Linked DNA regions of Mus musculus: regions 1, 3, 4, 5, 6 and 7 are each linked to region 2. Evidence: chromatin contacts called from public ChIA-PET, Hi-C, HiChIP or PLAC-seq and promoter capture Hi-C data. All regions are on one chromosome and are shown on one strand. The core of a region is the stretch at or near the end of the contact, and the rest is flanking DNA. Distances in the headings are between cores, read along the strand shown. Region 1 holds the start of Atg4d (autophagy related 4D, cysteine peptidase). Region 2 holds the start of Spc24 (SPC24, NDC80 kinetochore complex component, homolog (S. cerevisiae)). Region 3 holds the start of Zfp599 (zinc finger protein 599). Region 4 holds the start of Acp5 (acid phosphatase 5, tartrate resistant). Region 5 holds the start of Kri1 (KRI1 homolog). Region 6 holds the start of Dnm2 (dynamin 2). Region 7 holds the start of Zfp809 (zinc finger protein 809).

Region 1 (3,209 bases), core at 39-2,538, 500 kb after region 2:
AGTCACATCTTCATAAGGACCCACTATCAACCCAGGGCCGTTCTATTCTGACTGTTGGGTTTTGCTGTAAATCTATAAAGCACATTTTTATTTTGTGTATGTGAGCTTGTGTATATATGTGGACAAGCAAGCACCACAGTTTGGGTCTGGAGTATAGAACATTGACAGGAGTGGGGGCTCTCCTTCCACCATTGGGGTCCAGGCTGGAGCTGAGGTCCTTAAGCTTGGTGACAAATGCCTTTAACTACTGCGGCATCTCACTAGCCTTTTTCCAATTTTTTTTTAAAATATCCACTGGTGTTTTGCCTGCATGTATACCTGTGTGAGGGTGTTAGATCCCATGAAACTGGAGTTACAGACAATTGTGAATTGCCATGTGGGTGCTGGTAATTGTTCCTCTGGAGGAACAGCCAAGGCTGCTGAGCAGTCTCTCCAGCCCCCTGTTTTCCGATTTTTTGAGACCCAGTCTCATGAGGAGCTCAAGTCAGCCTGGAACTTATTATATAGTCCAGGATAGCCTAGAACTCTTGGTAAACCTCCTGCCTCAGCATCCCAAGTGCTGGGATTACAGGTGTGAACCAACATCTATTAACTCTGTTCATACTATTGCACCTATGTTACAGAGGGCAGTAAACAGACCGCAGGAAAGCAAGGTATTTGGCCAAGGTCAAACAGGTGCAATGGGCGGAGCTTGAAAACCTTTCCCATTTAACCTGCCCCACGTCCAGGACTGGGAAGGGCGGAGGACCTGCTTGTGACTCCTCCTGGATGGGCTCATCCACAGGACAGGGTAAAGGTTTGGTTTCTTTTGCTCTGACCCCTCTGACACCCTTGACCAGTGCACCCCCTCCTCACCATACTTGACGTTGTTCCAGGCTGTCAGGAACTTGGCTTTGAACTTGTCCACCTCGTCGGGCTCGGCGGGGTCTGTCCCAGATGAACCGAGAGCTGCCACTCCGGACCCCGAAGGTCCCAGGTTGCTAGGATCCGGGATACGGGTTTGTCCCCTCGGCCGGCGACAATCGGCCCGGCGCGCGTCCTCCGAGCTCCCGCTGCGGTACTGCGCCGCAGCCGGCGACACGGAGTTCATGGACCCGCCGGAGAGGAAGGACGCAGGTGTCCCCGAGGTCCGGGGAACTGCGAACGCTCGGGAGCAGCCCCGCGGCCAGCACAGTGTTACTCTATACTCAGAGCCGGGCTCCCGGGTCCGGCTCTGGCCGCAGCGGATACCCGGGCTCCCACAGCCAGCGCCATCTTGGTGGCCCAGAGCACCCGGATACGGTGGGCTTGGCTAGCGAGCAAGCCACGCCCCTGTACAGTCCGCCTCCCTTGGACTCACCACACCCTCCTAATCTCACCGCGCAGGCGCAAGCGCGTCCCTGGGGGCCCTTATCTCAGACCAATGGGTCAGAGCCGGAGAAGCCACGCCCATTTACAGCCCTTTCTCAAGCCTTGCACACCCTTGTTCTGAATGACATCTCAAGCTGCGGACGCCGGACCTTCTCTCGCTCAAAAGTGCAGATTTCCCCGCCCTGCCACTCAAATTCCACTGCATTGAAGGTCCCATGTTCTGGGTGCGATACATGGGGCTTGTCGTGCCTGTGGAGATCTCGTAAGAGCCAACTCAGGTTCCTAGACAGCCAGCACCTTTATCGCATCTTTATCCGCTGAGCCATCTGAAGGGCCTTTCCAATGTTTTGAGACAAGCTCTCACTTAGACCTGACTCTCCTAAGGAGAATACATTCCGACTATTCAAGTCCTGCTTAGGCACACGAGCTCCGTTCACGCCCAGAACACATGCCCCGACCTGCAGTGAAATTGGAGAGCCCAGGCAGAGAACCCACCCTGGAGCTCAGGCTGGCCTCCAACTCATGGCTGCCCGCCTGCGTCAGCTTCTTTAGTGCTGGGGTACTCAAAGACTGAGCACACTGGCGATGGAGCTGAGTTGGTAGAGGGCCTAGCACACGTGAGGCCCTGTGTTCTATTCCCTGAAACCCAGAAACTGAGTGTAGTGGTGCATGAAACCCAAGTCTCTGAGGCAAAGGCAGGGGCACAGGCCCCTCCTCTGTTGTGCAAGGCGTTTGAAACCAGCCTGAGCTTCATGAGAACGAAAGAGACTGTGAACACAACAGAGTTTATCAACCCAGAACAGATGTCACCCTGGGGATGTGACTATCCCTGACCCATTGGTGCCCCATTGGTCATGATTCTCAGTGCCTCAGTTTTCTCCTGAGCAAAATTTGAGGGAGTTATCTGTAAGACTATAAAAGGAAAACGAGGGCTGGTGAGATGGCTCAGTGGGTAAGAGCACCCAACTGCTCTTCCGAAGGTCCAGAGTTCAAATCCCAGCAACCACATGGTGGCTCACAACCATCCGTAACGAGATCTGACTCCCTCTTCTGGAGTGTCTGAAGACAGCTATAATGTACTTCCATATAATAAGTAAATAAATTAAAAAAAAAAAAAAGGAAAACGATTTTGGCATTTTTTTTAGTGAATCTTTTTTATTTATTTATTTATTTTATTTTTATGAGAACGCTGTCGCTGTCTTCAGACACACCAGAAGAGGGCATCAGAATCCATTACAAATGGTTTTGAGCCACCATGTGGTTGCTGGGGATTGACCTCAGGACCTCTGAAAAAGCAGCCAGTGCCCTTAACTGCTGAGCCATCTCTCCGGCCCCAATTTTGGTATTTTGAGACCCTATCTTATGTAGCCCAGGCTGAGCTTGAACTTACAAGCTATGTGCCTGAGGATGGCCTTGAATTTGCCTATTATTTATTTATTACACTTATTTATCTGTGTGTGTATGTGCACGTGTGTGTGTGTGTACGCGAGTGCACACACGTGCGTGGGTGTGTGTGTGCATGTGTGTACACATCCTTGCCACAGCACTTATGTGGCACTCAGAGGGCAACTTTTGGAAGTCACCTTCTACCACATGAGTCCTAGGGACTGAACTCGGGTCGTCCGGCTGGCAGCAAGCACCTTTACCTGCTACTCTGTCCTAAATTTATGATCCTTCTCTCTCCGCCTCCAGAGTGCTGGGATTACAGGCATACAAGGTTCTCCTGCATCGCCCCAACTGAATCTTCATACAACTGATGCATATCCAAGGAAAGATTCCAACCCAAAGAGAAAGAAGGGGGGCCGTATCAGAAAGTAGGATGTCTTTTTATATAAAATAGGAAAGGCTGCAACCTCATT
Region 2 (3,490 bases), core at 170-2,669:
TTCTGAGTTCGAGGCCAGCCTGGTCTACAATGTTAGTTCCAGGACAGCCAGGGCTATACAGAGAAACCCTGTCTCAAACCCCCCCCCCAAAAAAAAAAAAAAAAAGACATTGGATCTCACTACAGATGGTTGTGAGCCACCATGTGGTTGCTGGAAATTGAACTCAGAACCTCTGGGAAAGCAGTGAGTGAGTGCTCTTAACCGCTGAGCCATCTCTCCAGCTCTGGGGTATAGGTATTTAAGGAGACAGGGTTCACTTTGTAGTTCAGGCTGGTCTGGAATTCACTCAGCACTCTGGAGTCCCATGAATGGCAATTCCTCTTCCTTAGGCTCCTGATTCCTGAGCCACCATGCTCAGCTTCGGGGTTCACTGCTCTTGTTGCCCAGGCTGGCCTGGAATTTACCTCCATCCTCAAGCTCCCATCACCTGAGTGCTACATGCTAGATACATGCTAGACTCCTACTTAAAGATTTTATTTTATTTTATTTTTGAGACAAGGTCTCTATATAATCCTGGCTCTCCTGGAGCTTTATTTGTAGACCAGGCTGGCCTCAAACTCTGGGATCTGCCTGCCTCTGCCTTCCCAGAACATTGGATGCTCTTGTAGAGAACCAGGGTTTGGCTCCCAGCACCACATGATGGCTCACAACCATCCATATCTAGCTCCAAGTGGTCAGATGCCCTTTTATGACCTCTGCTGACACATACATACATGTAGGCAAAACGTTTACCCATACACATTAAAGAAAGAGAAATAAGCCTAAAAAATAGAGACTGGTGAATGATTGTGGTGGCATGTTCCTATAATCCAACCACTAGGAGGCAGAGGTAGATGGATCTCTAACAAAGAGCTCCTGGACAGCCAGTTCTACATAGTCTCAACATCTCACAGCTCACACATCCCAACCCCCGCCAAGAAAAAAATAAACCCAATGAATCCCAGTTTTATGTATAATTAATATATTCCTAAAGTAAACTAAAAAAAAAAAACAAGCAAAAATAATAAACCATCCGTTACATTGCCCTTCAAGCAGCGACTGATACCTGCAAATTTCTCTAAGAGTCGCGCAGCTTTCCAGTTTACGCATGCGCAACAGACTCCTAACGCCCTGGACTCTCCCCGGAGTTCATAGCCCGACAATCGACGCACGCGTACCAGGCCAATCGCAAACTGGCCACGTGTGACACGCCCCCCCCCCGCGCCGCCGCCCCCCCCCCTCCCCCGCCTACGATGATTGATCCTCACACCTGAGTGACAGAAGAAATTTCGCACAGGATCTCCACAAAATGGCCGCTCCTTCCGAAGCGCTCTGTCCCCTCGCTGATTGAGTCCTGCAGGAGACGGACGTAGGAACGATCCAATGAGACTTATGCGCTCTGGGGAGGGGGCGGGGCCCGTGGTGAGACGAATTTGCGCGGGTTCGGACTCGGCGCGATCAGTCATGGCGGCTTTCCGCGACATGGTGGAGGTGAGCAACTGGCTACTGAGCCTGCTGGGGGCCAACCGCGCCGAGGCGCAGCAGCGGCGGCTGCTCGGGAGCTACGAGCAGATGATGGAGCGGCTGCTGGAGATGCAGGACGGCGCCTACCGGCAGCTTCGGGGTGAGGGCCGGTCCCCTGCGCCCCAGCCCCGGGGGACTTCTCGGGGGGAGCTGGTACTCCTGGGCCTCAGTTTCCCCATCTGACAATTGCCATGGCTCAGAGGCGTCCAGATAAGTGTCATAGCTCACAATGCGCGACTCTATACGATCGTACTTCGTAGCTCAGGCGCCTTTGGAAGTCTTTATGATCCAGCCCCCACCTCCACTCCTGCTCGCCGTTCTTGAGGGTCTTCCGAGGGAGAGCAGTCACACCCGAGCCTTGATTTCTCCACCGGTGAAACCGTTGTCATGACAACGGTTGTCATCTAGGGACTTAAGCGTAATTAAATATAGAGTTAGCAGGGCACGACCCTTTATTAACTTTCCAGGACTCAGGCTTAAATGTAGCTCTGACTAGTAGAGAACTACTTAGCTGAGAAATTCAAAGAACCTTTCAGCTCCTCAGTGCCTTGGTCACAGGTGTGAGCAATCTCCCATCTCAGTGTCCTTCCCTGTCAAAGGTTTGTTTGAACTTTGTTTTGTTTTGTTTCAAGACAGGGTTTCTCTGTGTAGCCCTGGCTGTCCTGGAACTCACTCTGTAGACCAGGCTGGTCTCGAATTCAAATCCGCCTGCCTCTGCCTCCCAAGTGCTGGGATTTAAGGCATGCGCCACCACGTCCGGCCCTGGGAACATTTTTTAAAGTTTCGTGCCTTCCCAATAGACTTGTGAACAGAGCCTGCCGTGAGCTGGACCTCGGGTGACAGCAGGGAAGGAGTCCCTTGGTGGCTGGCATCCTACTGGAGAGGAGACAGGATAACATTTGTACTGCAGTGATGGGCTGAGGAGACAAATGCTTTCTATCATTAGGAGGGGTAACATGGGCGGGACTGGGGAGGGGTTTCTGCAAAGATATTGGGGGAAACCTGAAACTGTTGAGGGGGCAGGGATACACTTGACTGGCATGCATGAAACCCTGGGTTCCATGCCAGGCATGGCAGAATGGGCCTGTCAGACCAGTGTTCCAGAGACAAGCAGGAGGGTCAGGAATGGAAGGCTGGAAGGAATTCAAAGCAGCCTGATTGACAGAAGACCAAAAGTAAAATGAGAAGTTTTATCTCTGAGATTGTAGCTCAGAGAGAACACATGTGGCTACAGGAGGCCTTGGGAGCAAGCAGTAGTAATGAAGTAAAAACCTGAGGGCTGGCAGGATGGTTCACTGGGTAGAGACACTTGGTGCCTACCTGACGATGTTAAGTTTGATTCCTGGGAGCCAGGTGGTAGAACTGACCCCTGCAGCTTGTCCTCTGACCTCCACACGCAAACCTGCTGTTTCTTCTTTGAATGAGTCATTAGCGGCTTGAACATGTGCTCTTAGAATTTGGGAGACCGAAGCAGGAGGCTGCTGAGAATTCAAGGCTAACCTCAGTTACATAATTAGCTACAGAGAAACCCTCTGTCACCCTCACCCAGGTCCCACCCCACATGCCTTTTGAGGTGGGTTCTGCGTAGGTAGTACAGTGCTTGCCTAGCATGTGTGATGGAGGCTCTAAATTCAAACCCAATACCATAAGATAATTAAAATTAAGTAATTTGATGGCTATACTTTGTGACCTGCTTCTGTAGAATAATTTGGGAGGATAAGACAGAAGGATTCTTTGAGCCCAGGAGTTTGTGGCCAACCTGGACAGCACAGTGAGACCCTCATCTTATCATTCAACATCCCCTCCCCCCAAATCATAGAGTTTATAACAGAAGCTGGCGAGGGAGCTGCACACCGACACCCCCCCCCCCCCATTCAGAGATCAGAGGCCAACCTGAGCTACATAAGACTACTTCCCAAACAAAAGATACCAAGTGCGGCTTAGTGGGTAAAAGGCCTGCCCAGCACACAGAAAGTCTTGGCTTCCA
Region 3 (3,093 bases), core at 515-3,014, 500 kb before region 2:
TCTATGGTTTCTCTTCATTGCTGCCCACGTTAGTGTCTCCTCATTCTGTACAGTTGATAAAATATTTTCTTTCAAGATTAGGCTAGTATCGTTCTCAATTTTGTGAGAGATTTAAAATTTTGAATAGACTTATTCCACCAAACTAAAGTTTCTAAATTTTGCTTTGGGGATGGCTTTTGTATAGTTCTTCTGTGTCATGCTAATTGTTGTTGGCACTGTGTGTAGAGTCTCATCAGCTATGTAAACCCTGAAAAGATTGATAGGGTTTTTGTTTTGGTTTGTTTGTTTGTTTGTTTGTTTGTTTGTTTTTTGGTTTTTCGAGACAGGGTTTCTCTGTGTCGCCCTGGCTGTCTTGGAACTCACTCTGTAGGCCAGGCTGGCCTTGAACTCAGAAATCCACCTGCCTCTGCCTCCTGAGTGCTGGGCTTAAAGGCATTCACCACCACGCCTGGCTGCATTCTCTTTATCTTATTCATGTTTGTTTCAGACGTAGGCACATTCCACACAAGACTGTGATGTTAAACCAGCAAGTGCAGAAATGTAACTAGCTGGGCAGAAAATTCTCTCTCTCTCTCTCTCTCTCTCTCTCTCTCTCTCTCTCTCTCTCTCTCCCTCCCTCTCTGTCTCTCTGTCTCTGTCTCTGTCTCTCTCTCTCAACCTTCTATTAGCACATTTGATAATGGAGTTTGTAGAACTGGGGGGAAATGTCACATCATTTATAATCTAAAAAAATAAATTTGTTCACTTATAGTCTATTAACCAAGAATTATTAAGACATAAAACACTTAACATTTGACCATTTATAGTATTGAACAATGCTTTATATGCTTAAATTTTATCTGAGTTTATTTCATACTACATGAACACATACTTTTATAATCATAAAGATGACTTCTACAAAGACAGTCACAGCCAGTCTGCCTCCAGCTTAGGTTTGCAAGCCATCTTATAATAAAGACAAATTAGGTTCATTCCTATTTATGCATAAATCTGCTCAAGGATTGGACTACATCCCGACTGTACCTAAGTACAAATGGTTCTGTACTGCCTGCTCCGGGGAAAGTCAACCATGCTTTTGTTTTAAAAGTTACTGTGACCAACTTGTTACATTTATGTTCTGCTTCTGTAACTCCAACTATCTGCCTGTCAAATCCTCCATTTGTAAACTCCCTGCTTCTGAATTATAAAAGCCCTAATCTTACCCATGTCCAAATGCTGAACTCTTGAAACCTACCTTTGGGGAGAGACATCCCGTGGGCAGGAATTTTTAAAAGCTTGCTTTAATTAATTTGGCCCTGATGATCTGGTCGGTGGTCTTCTCCAGTTGTGGAAATAATAGAGGCATACACTTTTTATCCCATCACAGGGAATGCAGAGACAGGTAGATAGATCTATGTGAGTTCACAGCCAGCCTAGTCTACATAGCAAGTTCCAGAGCAGGACTACATAGAGAGATTTAAAAAAAAAAAAAAAGTAATGCTACTATTTCTCTTTATAAATACACATTAGATGATATAACCTTAAGTAGAGGTTGGCGCTGGTTTTCCTATAGGAAGCCCTGCCTTACAATACAGCCAAGAACTTGTCAATCTTTTTAAATTCACCAATGGTTGGTGACATTTAAGGTTGAGAAGGTGAGACAGGAAGCTCTGTCTCTGAAAACCGTAACGACAAATGTCCAATCAGACACACAGACAGAGAGTAGGGGCGGGCCTCAGTCTTCTGTAGTCCTGGGCTCTGACTACCTCCTGCCCCACTGTCCCACATGTTCTCCGTGTTGGATCCTGTCCAGGTGTTCCGCGCTCGCCCAGAAGTCCGGAGAGGTTCTGCCTGCCGCCGCGTGTCACATTTCCCCACTGAGAACCACAGTGAGAGCTCTGGGTGTCCCGGAATCCTGAGATGGTGAGTCTGTGGCAGGTCCAGAAGCCGAGCCCCTTTGTCCCCGGGCTGCGGGGTTGGGGCTGAGCGGGCTCCAGGAATCCTGTCCCGTCCCTGGTCCCTGCAGGGACCCGAGCCCTGCTGCAGCGCTTGCCGCAGCTCTGGCCCGGAGCCTGGGACTTGCGGGCCTGCACGGGAAACGGTAACCTGGACCCAGTCGATCGGCTCTCTGTTGTCTCTGCCCCTTGGCCACACATCTCTGTCCCCATGGTCCCCGCAGTTCAATTCCTGAGACGCTGTATCTGGAGTTTGGGGTGTTAAGTCTGGTGCCTAGACGATCCTGTCCCTGGGACCTCGGGCTCTATTCCGTTTCCCAGGATCCTGGAACCCCATCTATCTGTGGCATGAACTCGGAACCCACCCCTAGGAAGCACTTCCATTTTCTGTGTCGGCGTTGGGATTGAACTGTGTCACCGTGAACATGGATGTGAAGCCTTTTACTCTTTTGGCAGCTGGGTCTCATTGTGTTGCCCTGGTTAGCCTAGAACTCATTATGTAGACTGTGCTAGCCTTAAACTCATAGAAATCTCCCAGCTTCTGCCACTCCAGGGCTGGGATTAAAGGAGTGCTGTTTTACTTTCGTTGAGACAGGTTCTTATGTAGCTGGGAATGACCTTGGTCCTCTGTCTGATCTTCATCCTTGAGGCCATTTTCTAACTTTCAGATTTCTGTTCCTTTAGATACATCGCGGCGGTAGTGATTGCTGGGTCCTTTGGTAGTTCTATGTTTACGGCTTTAAGGAACTGGACTATAAATTTATAAAATGTTTGCACTAATTTTCATACTAAGAACAGAGTACTTTTTTTTTTTTTTTTTTTTTTTTTTTTTGAGTCAGGATTTCTCTGTGTAGCCCTGGCTGTCCTGGAACTCACTTTGTAGACCAGGCTGGCCTCGAACTCAGAAATCCGCCTGTCTCTGCCTCCCGAGTGCTGGGATTGAAGGCGAGCGCCAGCACGCCCGGCTCACACACAATTTTTATAGTTTTGTTTAGAGTTTAGGAGTCCTGCTATCTGATACATTCAATATCTGGCGTGACTCTGTTAGACTTCAAGCTGTCAACAGCCATTGAAGAGAGCACCCAAGTGGTGTCTGTGAATAGTTCCATTTTTCCAGCCCTTCCCACATACGGGTGAAGATTTTAGGTCATGGAGGTGG
Region 4 (3,194 bases), core at 263-2,762, 370 kb before region 2:
ATATGCACACAAGTGCAGGTGCCTTCGGAGGCCTGCAGAGGCATCAGTTGACCTGGAGCTGAAGTTACAGGCAGTTGTGAGCCTCCCCGCATGTGTCCTGGGAACCAAACCTGGTCCTCTGCAAGAGCAGTGTACAGTTATGAGTGCACTGGGCTATGTGAGAGATAACCACTGGAGCAGTGTACAGTTATGAGTGCACTGGGCATGTGAAAGATAGCAACCCCTGGGATTATGTTCTTTTTCTCAGGAATTCATTTTTTGGGGAAGTGTATTTTTTAGACAGGATCTCACACTTTAGCCCAGGCTGACCCAGTCCTCCCTATTTAGCCCAGTTGTCTCAAACTCACTCCAATCCTCCTGCCATTAACAGACATGATCTACCACACCAGGACTCTTTAAATCTTTATTACATTTATTTACTTACTTATTATTGGTAGGGCAACAACCCGGATGTGGAGGTCAGAGGACAACTTTTGGGAGCCGGTGCTCTCCTTCCGGAAACCTGATGGAACTCAGGCTCTCAAGTCTTGCCAGAAAGTGCCGCTCTGAGCCATCTCGAAGGCCCATCGCCAGACTTTATTCTTTGGGATTCCTTTGTTGTTCTGTTTAGGTTTTGTTTTGGTTTTAGAGACAGGGTTTCTCTGTGTAGCTGTGGATATCCTGGAACTTGCTATATAGATCAGGCCGCCTTTTAACTCAGAGATCTGCTTCCGCCTCTCGAGTGATGGGATTAAAGAAGTGAGTCCCATTCTGGCCCAGCTTTATTTTGTGGAATTCTAAGGACAACCTATTTATTTATGAATGAGACAGTCTCAGGTCTTGAACTTGCTATGGAGCTGAGATTTATCATGAACTCTTGACCCTCTGACCTCCACGGCCCAGGGTTACACTGCGCACCTGGTGTATACCGGCCTGCGTCTGTGACCTAGGGCTTCGTACGTGTTGGCACGCACTCTACCAACTGAGTCACACCCCAGCCTCCCTGCAAACCGGCAAAATTTCTTGTTTGAAATAACAGGAAAGACCTGCAGTGTGCGGAAGAGGATGGCTTTGCTCCGCCCCTCTGGGTCCCTCTCTGCCTAAATTCCTTCTCTCCCGATCAATCTTGAAGGCCTGTTTTACAGGTGGCTGTTATCTGGCACAGATAGCTCAGTCAAATCCCCTCCTCCGCCCCCCCGCGCGCCCCAAACCCACTGCTGGGATGGAACCCGAGCCGCTCTGGGGCCAAGCAAGCCCTCCACCGCTGACCTGCCACCAGCCTGGTATCTTCTCACCCATTTTAAAGACCGGGAGACCGAGCCTGGCTCAGTCCGGGGCTGGACCTCCCCTGCGCGGCCACCAGAGGCTGTGAGCACCCCAAAAGTCGAAGGCAGGTGGTATTGAAATCAGGTCCCGGGTCTCCCTTAACTCCTGGGACTCTGAACCTTGGAGGCGAGGCGCCAGGTAATGGCTGAGGCAGGATTGGGGCGGGGAAACCGAGGCACCCGCCCTCTGCAACTCTGGACTCTGTAGGGCAGGCAGGGAGCCGTGGGCGAAGGCTGGCCCGCGCCGCCTCTTCCCAACTCGTGCAGCCCGGAGCGACCCGCCGCGAATCCGCAGCTCAGTTGGGTAGCACAGCTTGTCCTGGACCCACCGCCAAGGTGAGACTCGCCCGCCAGGCCCTTGCTCTGCCTCCCACGGGGGAGGGGGTCTCTGTCTGTTGGGGCCACCCCACTTCCTTCCTGTTCGCCTCTACTGAGAGGTGCGAGTGGGGAATGCAAGGCAAACTCTTCGCTGGGTGACCTGGGGTGAGTCGCTGACCCTCTCTGAGCCTTTATGCAAAGCACGGAACGAGAGATTCCAGAATCCGAGCTTGCAGGGACCGGAGGGGTTGGTGGTGAGTGTTCAAGGAAGGAGTCTGGAAAGATTGGGCGGCTTGTGAAGTTAAGGAGGGAGGGGAGGAGGTGGGAAGCTGGCCACACCCACCACAGCGCTGGGCTCTGCGGTCGAAACAGCCTGCAGCTGACTGCTGTAGGTGCCAAGGTCAAAAGGCTACAGCCAGCCACGTGGTGTGTGCCTTCTGGAAGTTCCTTAGGCTGGAAACCGGGTGTGGGAAAGGCCATGGAAGAGTGTGGACAGAACTTCCTGGAAAAGGCAGTTATTGCTGCTGTTTATGATGGCGAGGGGGAACTCGGAGACAGTCCCACACTTAGATGACTCCAGATACACAATTTGCACTAGGACTTACAAAACACAGAGGAGACAGGGGGCTGTTACATGGGCGCCACAGAGGAATTATTTAGGCCTGTAATTCCAACACTTGGAAGTGGCTCATCTTTGGCTACCCAGGGAGGAAGTTAGGGATAGCCTGGGCTTCTTGAGACACTGTCTCAAAACAAAAACAAAAAAAAAAAAATAATTGGAGTGTATGTCACAGGCAAGCCACTGAGGTTCCCATGCTAGAGTCGAGACACCCACCCAGAAAAAGTGACAGCGAGTTACAGACAGCCAAGGGTGTGAAAACACAGACGTTCAGCCTAGAACAGCCTCAGTGCAGTGAACAGTCAAACTCGGGACCTACAGATGCCCAGTACACATTACCATCAGACCCTGGCTGACTGTGCTGGCTTCGAGAAACTTTTCACGGCTCAGTCTGGCCTGGGTGCCCCCGCCCCAGCCCCATTTCCAGTTCTGGGGAAGTCCAGTGCTCACATGACCCAAGGGGAGGGCTTCTGGACAATCCTCGGAGAAAATGCATCATCTTTCCCAATGATGCACTTCTGCCCCAGAGAATAAAGACTCGGTGATCACCGCTTTTGGTCCAGGAGCTTAACTGCCTCTTGCAGCCTCTCTGACCACCTGTGCTTCCTCCAGGGTAAGTGTCAGAGGAGCGAGGTGGAAGAGGCCTGTGGGGGCCACCTTCCCAGCTCCTCAGCTCCTTGCAGGCCCAATTGCTACTGGTGTGTCTGTGGAACTGACGGCTGTAGATGGCTAGGGTGTGTGTGTGTGTGTGTGTGTGTGTGTGTGTGTGTCTTAAGACCGGTCTTATGTCTTTATCTCAGACTTTCTGTTTCCATTTTTCAAACTTCCCAATGTAGCTGAGGCTGGCCTTGAACTTCTGGTCCAGTTGCTCCACCTCCATGGTAGTGCCTGAGTTTATAGGCATGCACCGTGAGACCAGGCTCAGCGGGCTAGTCTTTCTTTGCTTGGACCAG
Region 5 (3,441 bases), core at 220-2,719, 470 kb after region 2:
CCTAAGGATCCCTTCTCTGTGCTCTGGATTTGTGGTAGACCTCTTTATTCTACCTGACCCTTCTCCAATGGGAACCTCCTGACTTTCTCCTCCCCACCCCCATAGGTCATGATGTTTGGAAGTCCAGCAGTTGCTTTGGAGCTCCTGAAGCAAGGTGCCAGCCCCAATGTCCAAGATGCCTCCGGTACTAGTCCTGTGCATGATGCGGCTCGCACCGGGTTCCTGGACACCCTGAAGGTTCTGGTGGAGCATGGTGCTGATGTCAATGCCCTGGACAGCACTGGGTCGCTCCCCATCCATCTGGCGATAAGAGAGGGCCATAGCTCCGTGGTCAGCTTCCTAGCTCCTGAATCTGATCTCCACCACAGGGACGCTTCCGGTCTCACTCCCCTGGAGTTGGCTCGGCAGAGAGGGGCTCAGAACCTCATGGACATTCTGCAGGGGCACATGATGATCCCAATGTGACCCAAGGCCACTGTCTCCAGCCTTACTGGGTTACTTGTCAACAAAAGAGGAAAGAAACTTTCTCTTTTCACACCTGTCCATTGAAGAAGGGAGTGGGAGGAGCAGTTTGTGGTTTATTGGTGTTGATTTCTTGAGTGTGTGTGTTTGGGGGGTGTTTCTCATTTGTTTTTCTCACCCCTTTTGGTGTGTTGGACAAAGAAGGGGCTCCTACAGGCAACAGCCATCTAAACGGTTCAGTTTCCTCTGCACTGGGGCTGCACCAGGGCAGGGGTTTAAAGCCCTAGCCTCAGAGTGAGGTCATCACTTCCCGGGCCCCTTGGAAGCTGGTGACCTTGGCAGGCTGTGCTCAGAGAGCCCTGAAGTGTGAGCCATCTACTTTGGGCATGTGAGGGGGAAGGGAAAGCATTTCAAATCAATTAAAAGGATAACATGAGTTCATTTTTCTTTCTTGGAAGGTTTCCAGTCTGTTGTACAGAGTTTGAAATATAAATATTTATTGCTTTATGGAAAGAAATTGTTTTGTGTGATTATTTTATGTTTTGGCCCATTAAACTAAGACAGCGATGATGACTTCAGATTTAGGAGTCTGGAATGGGGTGGGTATTCGGAGGGTAGGATGGGACTATGGATGGTGTAGGGTGCTGGGGTTGTCGACACGGTCATTCCCAGGGCGTCAGGGTAACTGAGTTGGGTGGGGCAGCGGTCGGGTGCTGTCGGAACGGAAGAGAGGCAGGAAACCGCGAGTGTAGAAAGGGGCCCCCAGATGTCAGCTGGGTGCCGGGAGCCGTCAGGGTGGAGAAGGGTGGGCGGTGGCTTGTGGCCTTTCCCCGCAGAGGCTTGTCCCGGTGGGTGTGGCCTGCTGAGCAAAAGGCCTACGGGATCCTGGAAGAACGGAGGGTGGAGCAAACTGCGTCTGCAGTGGACATGCTCCTTAAGAAAAGCCCTCAGGGGGCGTGCCGGAGAGAAGCCACACCCCGGAGGGGCGGTTGCACGCGTGCGCGCTAGGTCTCACAGCCGCCATGCCGGAACCGCGCGCCTCTGGGTGCCTAAAGGTGAACGCAGCGTTTGCTGCGCGCTACAGCCGTTACCGCGAGCGTGAGGAACTTCAGCGACGTGAGTGAGGGGCGCCTGCGCAGGCCAAGGTGTGGGGAACTGGGTCTGGTGATGGTAGCTATGAGGAACCCCGTGTATATTCCACAGTGAAAGATCGCTATGGAGATCCGGACGTCGGTGGCGACTCCAGTTCCGAGTCTGACTCCAGCGATGAGCATGTGGTGAGCTTCCGCAACCCGGCTTCGCGTCCTACCCATGTACATGGGGCTTTCCCTAACCGGGCTTGGTTGTCCCGGAGTCTTCAGGACCCGCCCCCATGCGTAGAGTGACAGGCAGTACCCTCCTCAACTCAGGGATCGCCAAATACATCCTCCTTTCTGGAAGAGACTCCAAGCCTCCCAACCACTGAGCTCTCAGTTGGATGCACAGAGGTGCCTTACCCTATGGGGATGTTCTTGATTTCCCTCCCCATCCCTTAAGTGACAGATAGGCCCTTCCTGGTGGTCACTGAATTTACCTACTTTGCTAACTTAGCCGCAAGACTCCTAGAGCACCCCAATTTATATATACAGCGGGAGTCTGACCCTAACCCCATGTATTGCATCTAAATCCCTTGAGTAACAAGCACCATTTCCCTTGTATCTAGGGATTTACCAAATCCTTCCTATTTCCCCAGAAGGACCGAGCACCTTATCTTAATCTCATAGGGTCCTATAAGAACATCTAGGTCCACACCCTCATCCATTGGGTGACAATATCTAGGAGATACCAAATCCTCACTACTATCCAGATGTGGCTCCAGACTTCCCATCAGAACTCCTCCACTAACCCAGTAGAGCCCTCCCTATGCCTAGAGATTGTCATATCCTGTCTACTTTATCTTCACTTTATCCTCCATCACCACAGATACCTCACCATCCTGATTAGTGGTCCCTAGGAACCACATTTCCACTCCTAAACGCAAGAGTCTGATGTGGCAGTATCTAGTACACCACGTGGGGCTCCAGTGTCCTATTGAGATTGCACTTCTCTGCCCAACGCTTCCTTTACTCTTGTCAAAGCCACAGCTGCCCAGACACAGCACTGTGTATGCTTCTCCTCCTTTCCTCCCTCCCCTCCACTCAGGCCTCAAGGTTGCTGGGCCCTGCTGAAGCCTGTTCTCATATGTCACCACCCTACCTGCATGTGTCCCAACTTCCTCCTGAAGTCAACCCTACTTCCTTTTCCTGCTCTAGGAATTTGATCCCCAGCAGGAGAGAGACTTTTACAGGACTCTGTCCTTGCTGAAGAAGAAGGACCCTCGAATTTACCAGAAAGATGCTACCTTCTATCAGAGAACAGGTGGGGCGGGGGATCTTCTCTAAGTGTCGTAGTGTGGATGGAATTGAGTTGTTGAATGAAGTGTATGCCTTCCCAGAGTGGCAGTGTATAACCCATAATCAGTACTCAGGAGGCTGATAACTCAGGGCTCAGGGCCAGGCTGAGTTACATAATGAGATCCTGTGTCAAAAAACCCAGAAAGGCTGGGAATGGGGTGGGTTGGTAAAGCAGTTGCCATGCTAAGCTGAAGACCTGAGCTTTATCCTGAGAAATCACAGGATAGAAACTGGTGGGCAGCCGGGCGGTGGTGGCACACGCCTTTAATCCCAGCACTCGGGAGGCAGAGGCAGAGGCAGGTGGATTTCTGAGTTCGAGGCCAGCCTGGTCTACAGAGTGAGTTCCAGGACAGCCAGGGCTATATAGAGAAACCCTGTCTCGAAAAACCAAAAAAAAAAAAAAAAAAAAAAAAAAAAAACTGGTCGGCACACGCATCGGTGCTGTTGGTGCCAGGTAAGCGGAGACGGACAGCTCCTGGGAGGCTCGACGGGATGCCTCAGCCAGTGGTGCTGCACACCTTTAATCCCAAAACACTCCAGAGGCAGA
Region 6 (3,411 bases), core at 681-3,180, 340 kb after region 2:
TCTACTCTATGTAGAGTGAGCTAGCCTCAAATTTAGAGATGTTCTGCCTCCACAAAAGACTGGTAACAACAATAACAGAGGGTGTGTGTGTGAGTGTGTGTGTGTGACCCAATGATAGGGTGAGACAGAGAGAGGTGGATCCCTGGAGCTCACTGGCCAGCGAGAATAGCTGAGTGAGATCAGTTAGCTGCATGGTGTGTGTGTGTGTGTGTGTGTGTGTGTGTGTGAGAGAGAGAGAGAGAGAGAGAGAGAGAGAGAGAGAGACCCAATGAGATCGGTGAGCTGCATGGTCAGTGAGAGACCATGTCTCTACAATTTAAGATGGAAGGACAATGACATAGCTCAATGGATACTAGGACTTGCTATATAAGTCTGCGGCCCGGTGTTTAATCCCCACATAAATTTTGAAGGACTTCACAAAGATTATGCCCTCTGACTTCCACAAATGCACTCTGGCACACACTTGGACACACACACACACACACACACACACACACAATGATAATGTCCACAGCAAAGCAAATGTTAACACTGGGTAGGCACACACTGCAGCATCATACATGGAACACTTCCTGGAATGGAGAAGTGCTGCTGCGGGGAGAGGCAGAGGGGGAGGGGACAGGAGTAAATCAACATCCCTCCTTCACTCACTTCCTGGATCCTACAAACAGCTGCAAGTGGAATTTGCCCACTGGACAGATGGAACAAGCTGAGGCTCCCAGAGCTATCTAGAGAGCATTCCAACTGGGAAGCTCTAGGTTAGGGGATCCTAGCCCAAGAAAGAATCCTAAAGAATGTTTCTTCCCAAGTTCTCCAACCTCTGTCACTCAGAGAGGATGGACAGGCAGGGATGCCTGGGTGGGAATGGAGAACAGACTAATGGATGGATTCAAAGAGCCAGTCGGCCCAAGAGAACCAGATAACAGGAGGCTCCCAAAGTTCAGCCAGTCAGATGGCAGAGGCCAACTCACGTAAATAAGGGGCACAGATGGGCATTTGCACACGAGAGGTCACCTTAGATGGCTAGCCAGACAACGGTGGACTTCAGAGTGAGTTTGGACAGATGGGACAACCAAATGGTGCCGGTAGGAAGCCTGTCTAGAACAGATAACCAGCTAACCAGGCAAGAGAGCAGGCTCCAGAAAATAACTGGCCAGACAGACCCCAGGGGTCATTCCCCATGGATGGCTAAGTGGCAAGTGTTATCTTCAACATCTTAGCACACACACTAAGATTTCCAGGTAGCAGAAGGAAAGAGGAGTGGATCTATCCCGGACTACAGGTAAAGCGATGTCAGAGTTGCCCAGCCATAGCCGGAACTAGAAGCACCAAGAGGGGTCGGCACTGACCGTCTTGCCCCAAACACCGCCCACTATCATCGACTAGTCCCAGACTTGGATCTGCATCTCCAGTCCCTGCGGAAAGCCATGGAGACTCTTGCCCCAGACCTTATCCACTGCCACCGGTGCTGCGGCGTCCGCGAGCCGCAGTTCCGCCATTCCCCGCCCGCCCTCCGCGCCCTAGGCCGCCGCCCGCCCTCCCGGCCGGAGCCCCAGAACCGCCGCCGGCGCGCTCGCTCACCGGCCCACGAAGTTCTCGAGCACCGAACTTTTGCCGGCGCTCTGGCCGCCCACCACGGCGATCTGCGGCAGGTCCAGGTGGCAGCTCTGACCGATGGAGCTGAAGGCGTCCTGCAGCTTGTTAACCAGCGGGATGAGCTCTTCCATCCCGCGGTTGCCCATGGTGTCCGCCTCCGCCGCGCGGATCCCCCGACTAAGACTCTCGGTTCCGATGTGTCTGTGGCCGTTGCTTCCTCCTGCTCTGCTCTGCCGGCCCGCCCGGTCTCCCCTTCGCCGCGACGCCCGCTCCCGGCTCGGCCTCAGAGTCGCCGCCTCATCCGGTTCTCAGGCGACACCCGACCCGAGCGAACAACCCTCCCGGCCTCCGGGGCGGAGTCCGCAACCCTACTGCTATATCCAATTGGTTCAAAGCACTGCCACTCAAGAACGTGAGCCAATAAAAAAGGCACGAGGAAGGGCTAATCTCACAAATTCACTGGGTAATAAAACTGTCACTCTTAAGTGAAAGCCAATAGAAGTCAAACCGGGTTGTCAGACCGGGAAGGCGGGGTCTCTGGAAAAGACACTGAGGCCTCAGCTCACTAGGTTGATTCGGGTTGGCTTATTGGTCGCAGAAACGTCAACCTGCCAAGGGTGTAAGGGATCCATTCTTCAACACTGGATTGTCACTTGACACTAGTTAATTCCGTAAAAATTTCTCATTGGCTGATATAAATATCACTTCTCTACTCCAACCAGTAAGAGGAAAGAGAGCCGCAATCTTTTTCTATAGTTTCTATAGTTTTGTATGCTGGCTACAGACTCTTGATGTTCCTCCTGTCTCAGCCTCCCTCCTGCTAGGATACACGCTACTACCTTCCCAATCCTCACTGACAACTGTGTCATAAAAGTTCTTCCAACTTCCTGGCATTTGCTATCACTTTGTGATATTCTTTTTAAGCAAAAGGCCACAGTGCTCAGGGAAGCACACCGTGGTAAGGTTCAGTGGCTGTTACACCTGAATTCTTAGGCTGTAGTGAAAACCCATATTTTAGAAAGCATCGCAGTCGGGCGTGGTGTCGCGTGCCTTTAATCCCAGTACTCGGGAGGCAGAGGCAGGCAGATTTCTGAGTTCAAGGCCAGCCTGGTCTACAGAGTGAGTTCCATGACAGCCAGGGCTATACAGAGAAACACTGTCTCGAAAAACAAAACAAAACAAAACAAAACAAAAAAACTAAAACAAAAAAACAAAAAAACAAAACAAAGCAGAAAGCATCGCAGATCCCAACTCTGGAAGAATCCCAGTGCCAGTGAAAGATGAGTCGACACTTCTGCCTCATAAAGGCGTTCTCACCCTCTCGTGCTTATTTCTGTACGTTACAGAGGGTCAAGTCTACAGTTCCATTAAGCCAAGCAAGTGTTTTGCGGATGGCTACAACTGTAGGTTTATTTTTACTTTAATTTTTTTTTTCTCCTAGACCAATGGCTCAGTACTTGCTGCCTTGGGAGCCGACTCAAATTTGGTTCCCAGCACCTGCATGACAACTCACACAACCATCAGTGATTCCAGTTCCAGGAATCTGACACCCTCGTCTGGCCTCCACTAGAAACAGACACAGACATAATGCACATACCGACATGCAGGCAAAAAAAAAAAAAATCCATGTACAATTTTTTTAATTTACATAAAATAACAGTTAAAAAGTTTTAAAGATTTATTTTATTTTTATGCGCACCAGATCTGTGCCCGGTGCCCACAGAAGTCAGGAAGGATCAGATTCCCTAGAACTGGAGTTCTGGATGGTTTTATATGAGATTTTAAATGTGTGGGTGCTGGGAACAACAACTGTTC
Region 7 (3,236 bases), core at 187-2,686, 470 kb before region 2:
TTGAAGCTAGGTCTCCCAGGTCTCCCGGTCGTAAAGAAAGGGAGGGAATAGGAACTGCTTCTGACGATCTTGGCTGACTCTTTGACCATCTGGCAGCCCGGCGCCTCCTGCTTGCCCCCCTTTCTATAGAGAGCATAGTTAAAAGCTGAAACATTAACCAGATGCATTGTCGACTCTGATAAGCCCCCGGCTTTAGAATTCTTATACGCCCCGGTACTACTCTGCTCACTACCGCGCCAATTCTTCCTAGACCCTACCCTATCAAAACCCTGAGTTTTTGAGTCTCAGGGTCGATTCCTCTGTCTCCTGAGTGAGATACGTATTGATTGACCCGGAGCTCGGCCATTAAAGCTGCCTCAAGAAGGTCTCTCATGTTTCTTTGGGTGACCCCGCGACCTGAGACTTGAGTGGGGGGCTCCTTCTTGGGGTCCTACAAGATGGCTCAGCGATTAAGAGCACTGACTGCTCTTCCAAAGGTCCCGAGTTCAAATCCCAGCAACCACATGGTGGCTCACAACCATCCGTAACGAGGTCTGACGCCCTCTTCTGGTGTGTCTGAAGATAACTACAGTGTACTTACATATAATAAATAAATAAATAAATCTTAAAAAAAAAAAAAAAAAAAAAAGAGCAACTCAGGGCCTGAAGAGATCTCACAGTCATACTGCTTCCCCCTTGCCTTCTGCTCCTCGGTACCACGTCACAGTCTGCACCACACACATCCAATGCGTGGCTATTCCTGTACCTCAGCAATTTTAAGATTAAGTCTATCAGATACTTTAAAACTACTGTTTAGGACAAGGAACTGAATTTTTATCTTCCCCACTTCCTCCAATTAATGCGCAAAAATATTTAATCCTCGGGGATCCTTTCAGACCCACTAGTCTCTCATCCATCCTAAGGATGGGTTCTATCAACATCTCCCAAGTCTATAAAGTTCCTGATTGGTGACAGCCAGGACACTGACAGGCCTATCCCAGAGTGACAGACAGATGGAGAGTCACCCCTACTAGACCCAGCTCCCTGCACCCAGCTTCCGAGAGTTTCCAGACAGGGCGCAGAGTTCCCCATCCCAACCTTGCAGGTAAACGGAAGCCCAGAGTTCCTAGTGTGACACCGGCGCTGAAGCGACCCAGCGGTCAGGCATTCCTGTCTCTTGCCTGTGGGTGGCAGAGCTGTGCAGGGCGTTGCAGCCAGCTCGAGTCCCCACGCATGGTCGGGGCGCGATAGGACGCTCCGGGGTGCCCTGAGCCCGCCCAGCCCCCATCCCACAGCCATCCACACCGGCTCCACAGGGACGCCGCGCCGAGCTCACCATGATGGGACTGGGAGCGTCCTGTGACTCGGTCTCCGCCACCAGCACAACTTCCCGCAACGGACGCCTGGGGACCACAGGACCCAAGATGGCAGGCTCAGACCTCCTCTGAACTTTCTAAATCCACCCCACTTCCTCATTTCAGAGCGGTCCTGTCACAGGGCCTGAGTGACAGTCAAAGTCACCAATCGATGACGGAAGGCGGGGCGTAGCAAAGGGCATAAGGCTGTCTGATCATACGGAAAGTCTTAGCGGACAGAAAAACGGTATCACAATAATTTATTTTAATTCCCGTGAAGTTTTCTTACTGTGATGTGATGTATGTGTCTCTGTGTGTGTCTCTGTGTTTCTCTGTGTGTGTGTGTGGCGCGGGGGGTGGGTGGGGGGTGCTGACCTGTGGATAAATGATAAGATTAAGCAACTCTGACCCAACCCAGACCGACTCTGACAAAACACATACCAGAAAAAAAAAAAAAAAAAAAAAAAAAAAAAAAGTGCTGGCTGAAGGCTACCTGGGCCCTCTGGGGAACGAAGGTACTCTCCAAGGATGACCCGATATCACCCAGCCAACCAGACAAAAGGTCTAGCCATCCATCACCAAGTGCCTAGAAGCTGTTACTGTAATCTGCCCTCTAAAAAAAAAAAAAAATGTATACGGTGCTTGTAAGCTAGAACCGGGATCGCCCCCTGTCTCTTGCTTGAGAGACTGCTGAAGATCGATCCCTGCGCACCAGAAAAAATAAACATAGATCTTGTCTCACTTGGGGTCTTCCAGCAGGTAAAGCCCCTCTGGGGCTTTACATGAGAAGCATTTTTTTTTTTTTTTTTTTGGTTTTTTTCGAGACAGGGTTTCTCTGTGTAGCCCTGACTGTCCTGGAATTCACTTTGTAGACCAGGCTGACTTGGAACTCAGAAATCCACCTGCCTCTGCCTCCTGAGTGCTGGGATTAAAGGCATGAGCCGCCACGCCCCGCTGAGAAGCAATTTTTTTCTTTTCTTTTTTTCTTTTCTTTTCTTTTTTTTTTTTTAAGATTTATTTATTATTATATCTAAGTACATTGTAGTTGTCTTTAGATGCACCAGAAGAGGGCGTCAGATCTCATTAAGAATGGTTGTGAGCCACCATGTGGTTGCTGGGGTTTGACCTCAGGACCTTTTGGAAGAACAGTCAGTGCTCTTAACCACTGAGCCATCTCTCCAGCCCGAGAAGCAATTTTTAACACAAAATTTAAAACAGTACTGCAAAACTTTTTTATTAAAACCACGGCTAATGCTCAGAGTAATGAGTTGCATTATGGCCCTTTCATGCAGATGTGTAATTATACTGTTTTCATTCATTCTGTATTAACATTCAGAGTATAATAACCAAATAGAAGACCAACAACATTTTAAATCTGTCATGTTGTAATATCCCAAATTAACGTGTAAGCCCCACCTGCCTGGGGACCAGGTACCTTCCTGGAATGCTGTAAGCTGTAGTTCCTGGAAAATAAGGAAACCCCATGGCAAAGAAAGTAGAGGGTAGCCTATGGGTTTTGTCTTTACAAACTCCTATAGCACGTGACCCTGGCCTATAGCACGTGACCCGGGCCCACTTTCAGCTGGGAAATTACAGGAAATAAGTGGTTCTAACCAAAGTCCATCTCTTGGTCAATATTTAATAAAGTTTACTTCAAATTTGGCTCAAAATGGTGGAGTTTGGGTTTTTTTCTGGTGAATCTCAGCATTAGTAATGTAGGAAAATTTAAAGGCTTGTATAATGTGCCCCACATATGCGTATTACCTCCATTCCATTGGGTATTTGTAGGCTATGATACTGTGCTTACACATGTTTTAATGAAATGAACTGACTAACATTGCCCATTTTGTCCAGATGTATCCATTTAAGAGCACAGCAAAGCGAGGAATTGTGGCTTGAGTT

Evidence for each region. Promoter capture Hi-C pulls out the DNA fragments that hold promoters and counts their contacts. Hi-C and Micro-C count contacts between places; a contact is called where the count stands out from the background. ChIA-PET counts read pairs in DNA pulled down with a chosen protein or histone mark. HiChIP or PLAC-seq counts read pairs in DNA pulled down with a chosen protein or histone mark.
Region 1: a promoter capture Hi-C map of pre-B cells shows a contact between it and region 2. The contact joins the promoter of Atg4d here to the promoter of Spc24 in region 2. A contact is called at or near these places in 2 of 39 promoter capture datasets (liver and pre-B cells) and 1 of 9 other capture datasets (liver).
Region 3: a contact with region 2 is called in a promoter capture Hi-C map of pre-B cells. The contact joins the promoter of Zfp599 here to the promoter of Spc24 in region 2. A contact is called at or near these places in 3 of 39 promoter capture datasets (cranial neural crest, maxillary cranial neural crest and pre-B cells).
Region 4: a contact with region 2 is called in an H3K4me3 HiChIP or PLAC-seq map of embryonic limb bud, with 3 times the contacts expected there. The contact joins the promoter of Acp5 here to the promoter of Spc24 in region 2. A contact is called at or near these places in 3 of 39 promoter capture datasets (cranial neural crest, erythroid cells and hippocampal neurons), 3 of 484 Hi-C or Micro-C datasets (B cells, CD4 T cells and embryonic stem cells), 4 of 115 datasets of contacts at active chromatin or transcription factors (embryonic limb bud, large pre-B cells, memory CD8 T cells and 1 more) and 2 of 9 other capture datasets (adipose tissue and liver).
Region 5: an RNA polymerase II ChIA-PET map of memory CD8 T cells shows a contact between it and region 2, with 39 read pairs. The contact joins the promoter of Kri1 here to the promoter of Spc24 in region 2. A contact is called at or near these places in 1 of 484 Hi-C or Micro-C datasets (embryonic stem cells), 1 of 115 datasets of contacts at active chromatin or transcription factors (memory CD8 T cells) and 1 of 9 other capture datasets (liver).
Region 6: an RNA polymerase II ChIA-PET map of effector CD8 T cells shows a contact between it and region 2, with 5 read pairs. The contact joins the promoter of Dnm2 here to the promoter of Spc24 in region 2. A contact is called at or near these places in 2 of 115 datasets of contacts at active chromatin or transcription factors (effector CD8 T cells and pancreatic cancer cells) and 1 of 9 other capture datasets (adipose tissue).
Region 7: a contact with region 2 is called in a Hi-C map of B cells, with 5 read pairs. The contact joins the promoter of Zfp809 here to the promoter of Spc24 in region 2. A contact is called at or near these places in 3 of 39 promoter capture datasets (erythroid cells, liver and pre-B cells), 1 of 484 Hi-C or Micro-C datasets (B cells) and 1 of 115 datasets of contacts at active chromatin or transcription factors (memory CD8 T cells).

Annotation. Positions count from the first base shown.
Region 1 is chr9:21,263,364-21,266,572 of GRCm38.p6, reverse strand. It overlaps Atg4d (autophagy related 4D, cysteine peptidase), which reads right to left and starts at 1,288. Exons shown (of 10, transcript NM_153583.10): 1 at 856-1,288. The coding sequence starts at 1,090.
Region 2 is chr9:21,758,232-21,761,721 of GRCm38.p6, reverse strand. Spc24 (SPC24, NDC80 kinetochore complex component, homolog (S. cerevisiae)) reads left to right here and starts at 1,419. Exons shown (of 5, transcript NM_026282.6): 1 at 1,419-1,603. The coding sequence starts at 1,444.
Region 3 is chr9:22,258,566-22,261,658 of GRCm38.p6, reverse strand. It overlaps Zfp599 (zinc finger protein 599), which reads left to right and starts at 1,764. Exons shown (of 5, transcript NM_181419.3): 1 at 1,764-1,902. The coding sequence starts at 1,900. Gm39307 (predicted gene, 39307) reads right to left here and starts at 1,557. Exons shown (of 2, transcript NR_166680.1): 1 at 1,235-1,557.
Region 4 is chr9:22,130,183-22,133,376 of GRCm38.p6, reverse strand. Acp5 (acid phosphatase 5, tartrate resistant) reads left to right here and starts at 1,512. Exons shown (of 5, transcript NM_001102404.1): 1 at 1,512-1,640.
Region 5 is chr9:21,285,997-21,289,437 of GRCm38.p6, reverse strand. It overlaps Kri1 (KRI1 homolog), which reads left to right and starts at 1,469. Exons shown (of 19, transcript NM_145416.3): 1 at 1,469-1,578; 2 at 1,666-1,739; 3 at 2,754-2,859. The coding sequence starts at 1,485. Cdkn2d (cyclin dependent kinase inhibitor 2D) reads left to right here. Exons shown (of 2, transcript NM_009878.3): 2 at 106-975. The coding sequence ends at 465.
Region 6 is chr9:21,423,427-21,426,837 of GRCm38.p6, reverse strand. Dnm2 (dynamin 2) reads right to left here and starts at 1,930. Exons shown (of 21, transcript NM_001253893.1): 1 at 1,582-1,930. The coding sequence starts at 1,742.
Region 7 is chr9:22,223,912-22,227,147 of GRCm38.p6, reverse strand. It overlaps Zfp809 (zinc finger protein 809), which reads right to left and starts at 1,436. Exons shown (of 5, transcript NM_001164624.1): 1 at 1,316-1,436. The coding sequence starts at 1,318.